3 separate regions of the Mus musculus genome follow, and regions 1 and 3 are each linked to region 2. Evidence: chromatin contacts called from public Hi-C and promoter capture Hi-C data. All regions are on one chromosome and are shown on one strand. The core of a region is the stretch at or near the end of the contact, and the rest is flanking DNA. Distances in the headings are between cores, read along the strand shown.

Evidence for each region. A called contact is a pair of places that touch in the nucleus more often than the background predicts. Capture Hi-C pulls out chosen DNA fragments and counts their contacts.
Region 1: a contact with region 2 is called in a Hi-C map of the G1E-ER4 cell line, with 3 times the contacts expected there. The contact joins the enhancer-like site here to the promoter of 2210016F16Rik in region 2. A contact is called at or near these places in 11 of 39 promoter capture datasets (the C10 cell line, the HPC-7 cell line, HPC-7-derived erythroid cells and 6 more), 3 of 15 datasets of contacts at CTCF or cohesin (the G1E-ER4 cell line, large pre-B cells and pro-B cells), 6 of 484 Hi-C or Micro-C datasets (the G1E-ER4 cell line, bone marrow-derived macrophages, embryonic stem cells and 1 more), 12 of 115 datasets of contacts at active chromatin or transcription factors (bone marrow-derived macrophages, craniofacial prominence, effector CD8 T cells and 8 more) and 4 of 9 other capture datasets (adipose tissue, embryonic stem cells, liver and 1 more).
Region 3: a promoter capture Hi-C map of adipose tissue shows a contact between it and region 2. The contact joins the promoter of Ubqln1 here to the promoter of 2210016F16Rik in region 2. A contact is called at or near these places in 9 of 39 promoter capture datasets (the C10 cell line, the HPC-7 cell line, cranial neural crest and 5 more), 14 of 484 Hi-C or Micro-C datasets (CD4 T cells, the G1E-ER4 cell line, the HPC-5 cell line and 9 more), 18 of 115 datasets of contacts at active chromatin or transcription factors (the SCID.adh cell line, T-cell acute lymphoblastic leukemia, bone marrow-derived macrophages and 12 more) and 4 of 9 other capture datasets (adipose tissue, embryonic stem cells, liver and 1 more).

The regions. Positions count from the first base shown.
Region 1 is chr13:58,517,688-58,521,884 of GRCm38.p6, forward strand. No RefSeq gene overlaps it. Among named protein-coding and RNA genes, the nearest start is that of Gm38494, 27 kb to the right of the region's middle. Within about 2 kb of position 2,519, at least 29 of the 459 cell types and tissues checked have an H3K27ac peak or open chromatin away from gene starts, as enhancers often do. A contact at or near this core is called in the G1E-ER4 cell line, bone marrow-derived macrophages and fetal liver, where this site is marked.
Region 2 is chr13:58,383,516-58,387,378 of GRCm38.p6, forward strand. It overlaps 2210016F16Rik (RIKEN cDNA 2210016F16 gene), which reads right to left and starts at 1,710. Exons shown (of 4, transcript NM_027335.1): 1 at 1,309-1,710; 2 at 635-894. The coding sequence starts at 1,639.
Region 3 is chr13:58,213,910-58,217,842 of GRCm38.p6, forward strand. It overlaps Ubqln1 (ubiquilin 1), which reads right to left and starts at 1,744. Exons shown (of 11, transcript NM_026842.4): 1 at 1,375-1,744. The coding sequence starts at 1,527.

The DNA.
Region 1 (4,197 bases), core at 1,269-3,768, 130 kb after region 2:
TATCTGTTTGGGAACAGCATGGTAATGCATTATAAATTATAAGTGAGGCAGATAGTGGCTCTTCATAATAAATAGAAGCATTGCTGGCCATCTTCCTTATATTTAAAAACTAAAATTAGAAACCCCTAAGCAGATAGGACATATTTTGACCCGACGCTAAGTCAGATGACATGAATTAATCCTCAGAACACCGTGGTAGAGAGAACTGACTCCAGCTGTCCAGTTGACCTCTGACCTTCACACGTATGCCGCACCCTCCTTTATTACAAACTAAATAAAGAAATGTAAAATACCAAAACCAAACCAAACCAAAACCCAGAAACCTGTCTGTGTTTTGAAGACTTATTTCATAACGGTTTTATCTATTCAGGCAAAACCTTATGTATTTTTGGATGTTAAAAAATGTATAAACTGTGTTCCCTAAAGTTCCATAAAACTGTCGAATAAATGCTAAGGAAACATGAGAGCGCGGAGAACGCTTGGGTTTTAAGAACAAGACTATTTGGTTACGATGTACGGAGAACATTTTGATAAAGAGAAGGGAAAGTGAGCATGCGCAGATCAGTGGACCAGCTACAAATCCACCCAGTCCTGCGCTCGATGGTTGAGAGCCTCTGGCTCAGAGCTCCTCTCAGCCTCCACAACCAGAGCCCACACCTTCCCTTCCCTTCCCTCTCAGCCTCCACCCCTTCCGATCCTTCAATGGAGACAATCTCTTGGAACGTAGCCTTAAGGTCCGTCCACAGGCCATCAGAACACTTTTACCAGAATCTGTTAAAAGGCTTTAGAAGTTGCCATCTGGGGGGTGGGAGTGGGGGCCATGGAGAGAGCTCAGTGCTTGCTGTGTCAGCAGCACCTGAATCCAATCTGCTGAGCCATGTGCTGTGGCTGTACTCAATCCTTGCACTGGGGAGGAGGGGACAGGCAGATCTCTGGGGCCTGTTAGCCATAGCCTAGCCTACTTGGCGATCCCAGGCCAGTGAGAGACTGCCTCAAACAACCAAGATGGACAGTGCTTGAAGAATGATTCCTGAGATTGATCTCTGGCTTCTACATGCACACACATGTGCACCCGTGCACACATGAACACGCATGAACACACACAATCTATTTGATAGAGATTGTCAAGCTTAATAACTTGACCATTGAGTTAAGGGTATGTATAAAAGAGATGAAAAATTTTAAATTCACATTAACTAGCATTTTTTTTTTTTTTACAAACACAGTTTATATACAGAAGGTTAAGTTGAGTGGCTTTTCAGTAAGAACCGCTGGGGTCTTCCAATGCTAGCGTAGGCTCATGCTGTATCTACAATTCTCGCTTTGTGTTCGAAGTCAGTTTGATAGAGAGAGACGAGGGCTGTCACTTCAGCAATGTAGTTTATGGTGGGAGGGGGATGTTGCTTGCAGGGAAAGTTGCTTCTCAGAATCTCTAGTTGGGAAGTGGTCAGGGAGGCCTCCATGTTTAGATGCGGAGGCTGTGAGTGTTCAAGTCTGTAGCTGGGAAATTCCCTGAGTTAGATAAGATGAATCTCAGGACCCTGTCTGAGCTGGCGTGTGTGTGTGTGTGTGTGTGTGTGTGTGTGTGTGTGTGTATGTACATGTGTGTGTGTACATGTGTGTGTGTGTGATTAACCACTTTTCTCATCTGTTCTTGTAGTGGCTCCTGTTCTCCCAGAAGCCTTCTGGTTGCCAAGTGTTAGCTTGGGTTAGACCAACTAATTCCATTCTATTAGGGAAAGCATCTGTAAGTAGTCTTGAGTGGGAATGTATCGAAGCGTTATCTCCAGGTCCACTTATGGAACTCATGTAGAACATACACTTGTGATGCAACATTGGCTGTGCTGTCCTGGGCGGTCTCCCCTGCCTGGGAGGGTTTGCTCACTGCGGCAGCAGCGCAGGGTTAGATGCAGAACAAACCGCCCACGTGGCTTCTCTTCTTCTCCTCTTCTCCCCTAGGAAGTTTCATTGAGATAGAGTCCATAAAATGGACCCACTACAATATGAAATCCCGTGTTTTTTCCTCCACTATACTCAGAGCTGTGCGACCATTGGCAGTTATCAGAACACACTTTTTTTTTTTCCATTCCAGAGAGAGATCCCATGCTGCTTCACAGCCAGCTTCTGTCTAACCACTGCCAGCCTAGAACACGGAAGCGTTTTCTCTAAAATATTCTGTTAGAGGCGCTTTTTATAAAAATAGAATAGCTCAACATATTCTGCAACTGACTTTAAAAATTAAGAATAATGTTTTCAAGGCTCACCTATGTAACTGCTAGTATATTGTGCTTCTTACTTGTCAAATAGTATTCTATGATACGGACACTCCATATTTTCCTCGTTCATGTTAGAGTTACTGGGAGTGTGTATGCTTACACTTTTTGGCTTCGGCTATAAACAGTGCTGTGTGAGTCTTTGTGTAGACATGGTTTCATTTCTCTTGGGTAGATAGCCGAGGAGAAGCGCCAAGTCATGCTAACCTGATATGGTCTCTTGAGGGATGGCCACAGTGTGCCGGAAGTGACCTCATCATGTCTCATGCCTTCCCACAGTGCGCATGCTCCGGCTACCCCACCCCACCCCACCCCAAACCCCATGTTCCCGCAGTGTGCATGCTCCGACTCTTTCCCTCCCAGCCTCCCCCACACACACATATACACACATACACATACACGCACACACACACACTCATGTACTCTGTTGCCACTGACATACACACTTTAAAATAGTTTAGAAAGATGTAAAGAAAGAAAGAAAGAAAGCTATACTTTTAAGACTTGCTCCATTTCTAGCTTTTCTCAGGTGAAGGTGGGGCTCGTCTGTCTGTCTGCCAAAGTGGGTATAGATCCTTGGAACTATTTAAAGCTGCCTACCTCAGGCTTGCTGCCAGCCCTTTGCTAGCCCATCTCCCATCTCACTCAACACCTTGCCTTGTGCAATCTTCCCTGTAGTCTCTGTTACCCATTGTCCCTGCTGGGGTGGGGGACATCTCTGAAGTCAGCCATGGTGTCCACTCCCGCTTGTTCATCAGTATCTCTGGCTTAGGAGGATGTGACATGGTTTGTGTGGCATCTTTATCAGAGACAGTTAGATCTTCTTGCACGTGTGCCCGCTGGTCCTGTGGCTTTGAAGCTTATTAGGAGTCATTAGTCATAGCAAGTCAGTTCACTCTTCCAGAAATAAGGATTTCCAAAGGTCAGGCTGGCTTTTAATAAAGAATGAATTTCTTTTTTCGCAGGCTGGACTGTGATTCTAGGTGGCTGTGTTAAATGAATCCAGCAGCAGCCAGTTCTGCTGTCATCAGCAGGCGGGATGGCTTCATGTTCAGTGGGGCTCAAAATGCTTCAAGGAGAGGGCAGATCCTGAGTGAATGGTATGCACTGTAGCTTCTCCTAGGAGCGGGGGAGGGGGAGGAGGTGCCTGGTGCTTTTTCTCCCATCACCCAGTCTTGCTCACTCTGTTCCTTTTCCTTCCTCTTCTTCTATCTCCTCCCTCTTGGTGGCTCTGTCCTGCTCTCCTCGCTGACAAGACAAGTGGGACCCTGTGAAGTCACTACTGTAAGAGCTCTGTCTGAGGCAGCCTGGTCTACAAGTGAGTTCCAGGACAGTCAGGGCTACACAGAGAAACCTTGTTTATAAAAAAATTAAACAAGCAAACAAACACCAAAACAAAATAAAACATCTACAACAAAACCAAAACCCAAACCCTCTAAAAACCTCCAAAAACCAAAACCGAAAGAGTTTCTAAGGCGCCGTTGAAGCTGGATGGACGCCTGCTGGCAGTTGCTGCCCATGCACGGGGGAGCATCCTTAACAGGTAGAGTGCAGTAATTGAAAGCATCTATGTATAGAGGTGAATTTTGAAGGTCATGGTTGTCACCGTGTTCTCCCTAGGCTCTTTCCCTCCACCAACCTACCACAGATTATCTTATAATTTTTATATGTGTTTTATCAACATGTGTGTGTGAGGGTGTCGGATCCCCTGGAATTGGAGTTGCAGATGGTTGTGACCTATCATGTGGGTGATGGGAATTGGAATGGTGATTGGTCCTCTGGAAGAGCAGCCAATGCTTTTAACCACTGAGCCATCTCTCCAGCCCATGCTTATCTTTCGCCTATGGGCTTCTGCACCATTACACTGACCAGCTATTTCTCCACTTGGAGCACAGAGAACAGTATGTGTTTAGAAGATAAAAGA
Region 2 (3,863 bases), core at 460-2,959:
AAACAGTATATAAGAAAGAAAACACATACCAAGCTTTTCTTCTTTTTTTGTTTGTTTGTTTTTTTTTTTGAGACAGGGTTTCTCTGTATAGCTCTGGCTGTCCTGGAACTCACTTTGCAGACCAGGCTGCCCTTGAACTCAGAAATCTGCCTGCTTCTGCCTCGAGAGTGCTGGGATTAAAGGCATCTGCCACCACGCCCGGCTAAAGATGTGTGTCCTAGGCTAGCCTCGAACTCCAGATCCTCCTGCCTCTTTCAGCAAATCCTACTGGCCTGCGCCACCAGAACCAGCCCAAGCTTTTCAAGAAATACTTTTTTCCTAGAGAAAACTAGTATACATTTTACATTCTGATTTTCATCCAACTTTATCAACTTTTTGTGCTTCCCCATCTTTGAGTGACAAGCCTTATATGGATGGCTGAAACATTTAACAGAATAAAAGGCAAAAATAAAGGAAATCTCCGATTAGAAAAAATAAAAAGGGATAGATTTTAAGCACATTTTGTTATTGCTTCTTGTCCACAGTGAACAAACTTCAAATTTTAAGTTGCTGGCCTTAAACCTGGCTTTGGAAGGAAAAGCATTAACTCAGAATGATCATACCTGCTAAACCCCTCCCTCAGCAACAAACTCACCTCAAACTCTGCCTCGTCCCTGTAAGAAGGGAAGTTCTCAACAATCAGCTGCATTAACTTCTGCGCACTTCTGCCACTTTTTTGGACACAGTTAAGAAAAGAGCCTCCAAACTTCTCCAGTAGGATTTTCCCAGTTTCATTGAGAATCCGATGTCTCTCTTCCATTAAAGGCATGGGCACAGCTGTGTCTGAACGAAATATATCCCGCACCTGCTCGAGGCTCACTGTGGCGTAGTAGGAGGCGCTGGTTATCGGTATCCCTTTAAAGAGAACAATCCACAGATTTTTTATTTAATTTTTTGCAATTAGCAAAAAATATGAAATCAAATTCATGTTAAAGAAGGCAGAGTGTTGTGGCGCTGGCCTAATCAGCTGGATGGGATCCCTGTGGGTTCGAGGCTAGTGTAGTCTGAATTCTACACTGAACAGGACTACTCTGCCTGCCTCTGCTTCCAGAGTGCTGGGATTAAAGGCGTGCGCCACCACCGCCCGGCAAATAAATCTTTTTTTTTTTTTTAATGATTTTTTTTTTTTTTTTTTTTTTTTTAAGAAAACCGGCTTTGCCTCCTGTGCTGATTGGCATACATTGCTTCTGTATGTCCGGACTTCTGCTTTGGGCAGAGGTCACCTCCCGCGCCTCGCAGCACCCACCCAGGTTTAAGGCTGGCACCCACCTTGGTCGAGCGCGCGGTTGACGGCGGCGCACAGGGCCCAGTAGCCAGTGTAGGGCGTCCCGCCGTAGCGCACCGCACACTTGCTGTCCTCCCGCTCGGCCCAGAAGGAGAAGTTGAGCGAGTCCACCAGGAACACCCAGCCGAGCGCAGCCTCGTCCGCCCCGCGCGGGTTGAGCTCGTGCAGGGACTTCCACTGCTCCACGCGCCACGCCGCGGCCGCGGGCAGCAGCAGCTCGGCCGCCCTGCGCACGCCCTCGTGGTCCACGAGCACGTCGCGACTGTTCTCGGCCACGAACCTCGCCGACTCGCGCGGCGAAAGCGGTGGCCCCATGCTGTTTCGAACCCGGAGCCTCGGCCTCCGCCAGGGCCAAGCACTTGCGCCCACTTCCGGGTCTGAGGTCCGGAAGTTGCCCTGCGGGAAGCTTCCGGCCGGCCTCTGGGACTCCTTGTGTTCGGCCGTCGTGTTTCTTGTCGCGTCCCCGTCGCACTCCCGTCTTTGAGGAAGGCTTGGGATCGCGCGGGGCGTGGGGACTCTGGTTGCTGCCCGGCGCCACCCCGAGGCTAGGTGCCTCGGAGGGCCGCTCAGCACACCCCACACTTCAGAGGCCGAATGAAGGTTTAGGAGTCACTGGAACATTGACTGCATGAGGGAACAGTACAGTTAAACCTTGCATCTGACGCCCTTGCATCCAACAGGAGTGATGGTGATCCCAGGTTTGCAAGGAAAGGGAAATGATTCCAGGAGGAGGTTCCCCACCACCAAGCAATGGCCTAGATTGAAATGTATGCCTGTGTTTGTCTGTCAGACTAAATCAAGGGAACTGTCTGAACCAGACACAAACGCCAGTCGTTCTGACGGTCAAGGTGTGTCACAGCAAGACAGTGCAAAAGTCCCTCCATCTTGTACTCTTGCTGAGGCGGTTCCAGGTTTAACTAGAATCTGATCTTGATGAAGAGTCCCGTGGGTAATTACCCAACTGTATTCAAGGAGCCCAAAGGTCAGCTAACTTATCTTAGCTAAAAGATCTTGCTTTCTGGGAAGCCCTCGTACAGCTGCAAAGCAAAGTACCCGGGTGTGATTTCTTGCCTTTAAAAAACTGTTGATCTGGACAGTTGGAACCACACCTCCTAGGTCTCTGAATACCTACCTGGGTGTGGTCCCAGCCAGCTGGAATAGACTTTCAATTGATTATAAACTGTGTGACTAGTCATCTCTATAGGGTTACCTGGAACAAAGTAGGAATTATAAAGTATCAACCCAACCCCTAAAACTTAACATACTTAAGATACATTGGTCAATGTTGAAAAGATGCCTGGAGATGCAGAATCAGTATGAAAGTATGTTTTTATTATCTGGGCGTTTCTCATTGTTGTTCTGAGGCAAGGCCTCTGTGGCCTTGGATCACCTGGAATTTACTATGTGGACCAGCTAGACTCAAACTCATATAGATCTACCTGCCTCTATCTTCTCAGTGCTAGGATTGAAGGCATAGGCCACCATACGCGGCTTTGTTTTTTCTTTTAAATACTGATTTTTCTATCCTGCAATTTTGCTTTAATTAAAGAGTTTCCTAGTAGATTCCATAAAGGTCTTTTTAGAAAAAAGTATTTTTATTTTGTGTATGAATGTTTTGCCTGCATGCATGTATGTGTTCCATGTGTGTGCCTGCTGCCTGCAGAGGCTAGAAGAGGGTGTTGGAGCCCCTGGAACTGGAGTTACAAGATATTGGGAACAGCCATATGGGTACTGGGTTCAGACCTGGGTCCACTGGAAGAGAAGCCAGTACTCTTAACTTTGAGGGCATCTCTCAAACGCCTCTATAATGTCTTATAAGTATAGAAACACATCATTTGCAAGTAGGAATAGTTCGATTCTTTTCCTGTTTCCTTTTTTATCACTTACTTTGGTCTTATTTCCATAGCTAAGACTTCAAAGAGTATCCTGAAAAACTAAGGAGGATGGGCAGCCCTGTCTCATTCCTGAATTGAGAACAGATGCTCTCTCCACTTGATTTTTGGCTATAGGTCTGTTGTAATAGAGCCTCTATTAGTTTGAAGCATGAGCCAATCTATCCTAACACCTCCAGCACTTTGACCACAAAGCCATGTTGAACTGTGTCAAAAAGACCTTTCATCAGTGAGATTATGTACGTGGTTTCTGTTTTTAAGTTTGTTTATATAGTGTATTGCATTTATTCATTTACCTGTGTTGAGTCAAACTTGCCTCTCCATAAAACACCCTAGTTGGTCATAATATTTGATCTTCTTAAATGTATTTCTAAATTCAGTTTGCAAGTATTTTGTTGAGTCTTTGTGTCTATGTTCATTAAAGAGAAGATGTCTGTAGTTTTAAGTTGTTATTCCTTTGCCTGGTTTTGGTGTGAGAATAATACTATATTTGTAGAATGAACTTGGTAGTGTCCATTCACTTTCTATTTTATGGAATAGAACTGGTATGAGATCATCCTTGAAAGTTTGATAGAATTCAGTAGAGAATACAAAAGCCAGTAATATACTGTGTCCTAAAACATATTTTGCTAGCAATGATAAAAAAA
Region 3 (3,933 bases), core at 494-2,993, 170 kb before region 2:
CCAAAAGACCACATTAGAGAGGACTCTGTTTATGCAAACTCAAACTCTGTTGGGAAAATAAAAATCTTCAGAGGTGACAAAAGCTCGACTGAAGAGAAAACGGAAGACGAAAAGTGTGCCGTCAACTGTAACAGACTTCAGCTGTCACGTGCTTGGCTGACACAGGTGTAGACGGGTCTGCAAAAACCAGCAAAGGCAACCATGTCCCATCATCGCACCTCAAACATAAGTGGAATACCATTTTTCAAAAAAAGTTGTTCTCAAGCCACTAACACCCATGCTGCTTGCCGACCTTATAAGGGTAATACTGATATTTACAACTTTAAAGTGTATTTTTAGAAATAAGAGATGCATGATGCAGAAAAGGCTGGAAAATGTCAATTGTGGGTGACATACAGACCTGCTGGGAATATAAAGAAGGTAAAATTTTTTATAGCAGCGTTAACAAACAATGGTAATGATCCAATCAACAAGAGTTTCTCTCAATGGTGCCACACACCCTCCTGCTTCAGAAAAACCCGACCTCACCTTTGGAACTAGATAAACCTTGAGAGAACTTAAAAGTACATTCCAGTGGTTGATACTTTGCTTCCTCGCATAAGACTGTTTACAATGTTTGATACTGTCAACAATTCAAGTGCCCTAGACTGTGTTGAAACATACATGATTGGTTCTCCCAAGGCTCTTAATTAACTGCAAGGCTTGTTTGCCTGAATAGACTTTAAAGCAATTACTTGATAAGAATTCCCCTTATCACCTACTGTGCTTTCTTGCAGGTTCCTTGCAACCAACTGCTAAGACCCAGCTAGGTGTCTGTCTCGTCTCCCTAAAGATCAAACAATAACCTATCCGATGACTGGCAGCTAAGCGATGACGGAAGTATTGTAACAGAAACAGCAAGTCGCCAATGAATCAAAGTCATTTACTTTTCTCCTTTCAGGCGTGAGCTATCACAATGCGACTGAAAACAAGTTCCACGTCATAATTTTTATATAGGAGGCTCGAAGATGGGAAGGAGTTCAGCATTCAAAACCGAGAACCAACCCTCCACGTGCTTCTCACTCCTAAATCTCCCCAATTAGCAGGCAGGTGAAACAATGACCCCCCACCCAGCCTGGCCAAAGGACGAGCGCCGCCCGCGCCCAGCCGCCCCGCAGCGCCCGGCCCTTTGTGAGAAGTGGGGGCCCGGGGCCCGGAGCTCGGCGGCCGCGGCGCAGCCCAGCCCAGGCCGCGCGGCTCGCCCGGCCCGGCCCCGCACAGCTCACGCAGCGGAACCCAGCGGGGTCCGACCGGAGCTGCCCGGGGCCGCCGCCCGGCCAGGCCGCCCTTCCCGCCCCGTCAGCGACGCGGCGGCTGCCCGGCCGGCGCCCTCACCTGCTGGACCGAGCTGTTCTCGGGCACGGCAAACTCCTCCTTCTCTTTAGGCGTCTTCACCGTGACCTTCATGATCTTGGGCTCTGCGGGGCCGCCGTCGGCCGCACTGTCCTGCGCGCCCGGTGGGCCGCCGCTCTCTGCGCTCTCGGCCATGGCGGTGACTCAGGCGAGCGCGACACTGCGGGCTGCGGCCGGGTCCGCGAGGCGTGACAGGCTGCGGGGCCGCCGAGGGTGCGTGGACGCGGGCTGCGGGTGCAGGCCCCGGGTGGGCGATCGGCTGCCGTGTGGACGCGGGGACTCTCCGCGTCGCCGCCGCTTCCTCCTCCCGCACCTCCCCCACGCTCGTCGCCGGCGCCGCGCAGGGCACTCTGGGTAACGCGCTGGTAGCCGCGCCGACTCCTGGCGGCCGGCCGCGCGAGGCACGCCGGGTAGCGCGTTGGCCAAGGAGCCGACTCATGCATGGCAGCGCTCGATCCTTTTCTAGCCGGCGGACGAAGCGCGGGCTCCTCAAGGTCGATGGAGTGCTGGGCATGGCGGGAGAACTTAACCCACTTCGCGTCTCCCGTTCTTCGTTGAAAGAAATGCAAACGGGGTTTCTGCCAGGCACCGTGATGGTGCGCTAAGATGACGTCACGGCCAGCGAAATTGCTAGAAACGTCTGGCCCATTGCTCACGGTCCCGGTATCCTCCCCACCTGGTCCCCGTGGGCGTCTGCTTATGAAATAGCGGCGAGCTACTTTATTTTAATAAGCGTAGTGTTGGTGCCCGGGTGGAAGGAGTTGCGATTGCCTTGTCTTGTGCTCGGGGCTTGAAAGCTAAACCCATGGAGAAAGGTCTTTAAAGGACCGCGAAACAGACGCCAGTGAGCAACCAATGCATCCACAGGTGCTCACTGTTTCAGTGAGGCCTGAGCTTCCCTCCCTGGAGTCAAACCGGTTTGGTCAGATAGGGCAACCCATATTGTCTGTCTTCCAAGCTGCGTGGGGGCAGAAACAGAATGCCTAGGACTGTCCGCCCAGCGGGTAGGAGTTAGCCTAGATGATGTGTGCCTTTTGTATTCTGTCCAATTAAGTTACTGTACACCTCGGGCTTGAGGTGGCATCAGAGATAATGGCTGAAAAAGTATTTTCGGCATAATGTAGGCACACATAAGTTATTTCACATATGGATCCCACGTCATTTATTCGTAAAGATAACGTGTAATACAGTCCAGCACTTTATATTAACCAGCATTGCACAAATGTGAACTCTTGACAGTGTACCGTGACCCAAATATGCAAAGGCATTCCATAGTTCTGCTCTTGGGCCATCGAACCCTGTTCTATGATTAACTGTGGTTGCATAAACACTTCTTAGCAGAGCTCTTTGAAATCTGGGTCAGAGTTTCAAAGTATAAAATGGCAATACGGCGTCACTTGATATCACTTACATTTCTGCCAGCATTGTTCAATCACAGGAAGAAGTTATAAGCGTTATGTCTAGGTGTGAGAAAATTGTTACTTGGGGTAGAAAGTTCCCCCCATTAGGCAAGCAAGGATTTTGGAATTTTCATATATATATATCTTTCCAACTTTATTAGTTCCCCTGTTGTATGGTTTCCCTCCATGCTGTATTCTCCCTAAGCACTAACCCAGGCTGCCTTCCATGATGAACCACCCCACACACACACCTTCCCCCTCTAACTTTCTGTTTTCACATCACATTCCCCTGAAAGTCTTCACTCCATTGTCCTTTAGAATCCCAATCTGTTCTGCTCTGATAAATAAATTAGTTGTAGATAACATCTACTGGTGTGTTTATAGAATACCCTTGTAATTGTCTATATTTTATTTCTGAAAATCTCTAATGTTTATGGCATGCTGTGAATAAGAATTCTTCCAGCCACTCAAGCAACTGCCATCTTGGTAGTTCAGCTGCACTTTCTTGGAAAAGGCTCCTTCCAGCTGGCCTTACAGACTACCACACCCCTTGCTGGAGGTAGGGAAGGTCACAAGACCCTCACCAGGGTATTCAGCCTTTCTCAACCACCTGTTGTTTACAATGCTTCCTTAATTGCAAGTAGCCGCAAAGAAGGTCTAGAGTAAATAGGTCAAAGTAGACTGGGGTTTGGAGAGAGAGAGAGGAGAGAGAGAAGAGAGATAGATTGATTCCATCTATGTGGCTGAGGCCCTCATCCTTGCTGCATAAAGACTTTCCTGGAGCACCCATGTCCCTTATGCTCTGTAAGGAAGTCCAATAAACTTGGGCTCTTCTAGTGAACTTTGGTGGAATCATGCTTTGGTTTGTTGTTGAGACTTTAGGAGAAGGAGTAGCCATTGCTTATGTTGTCCCCTGGGAAGGAATTTTAGCAACAAGGCATGGTTTATGAAGTTACTTTCCTCATTCATTGATCTAATCAGTTTTCTGGCAAGAAGCAACTTAAGGGAGGAAGGGTCATTTGAGCTCAGGATTTGAGGAAATAAAATAGTGTGGGAAACTTGGCATGGGAGCAGCCTGCTGCTGTGTTCGCAGGACTGTGAACCAAGACTTGGAAAGAGGAAATGCCTACACTCAAGTTCC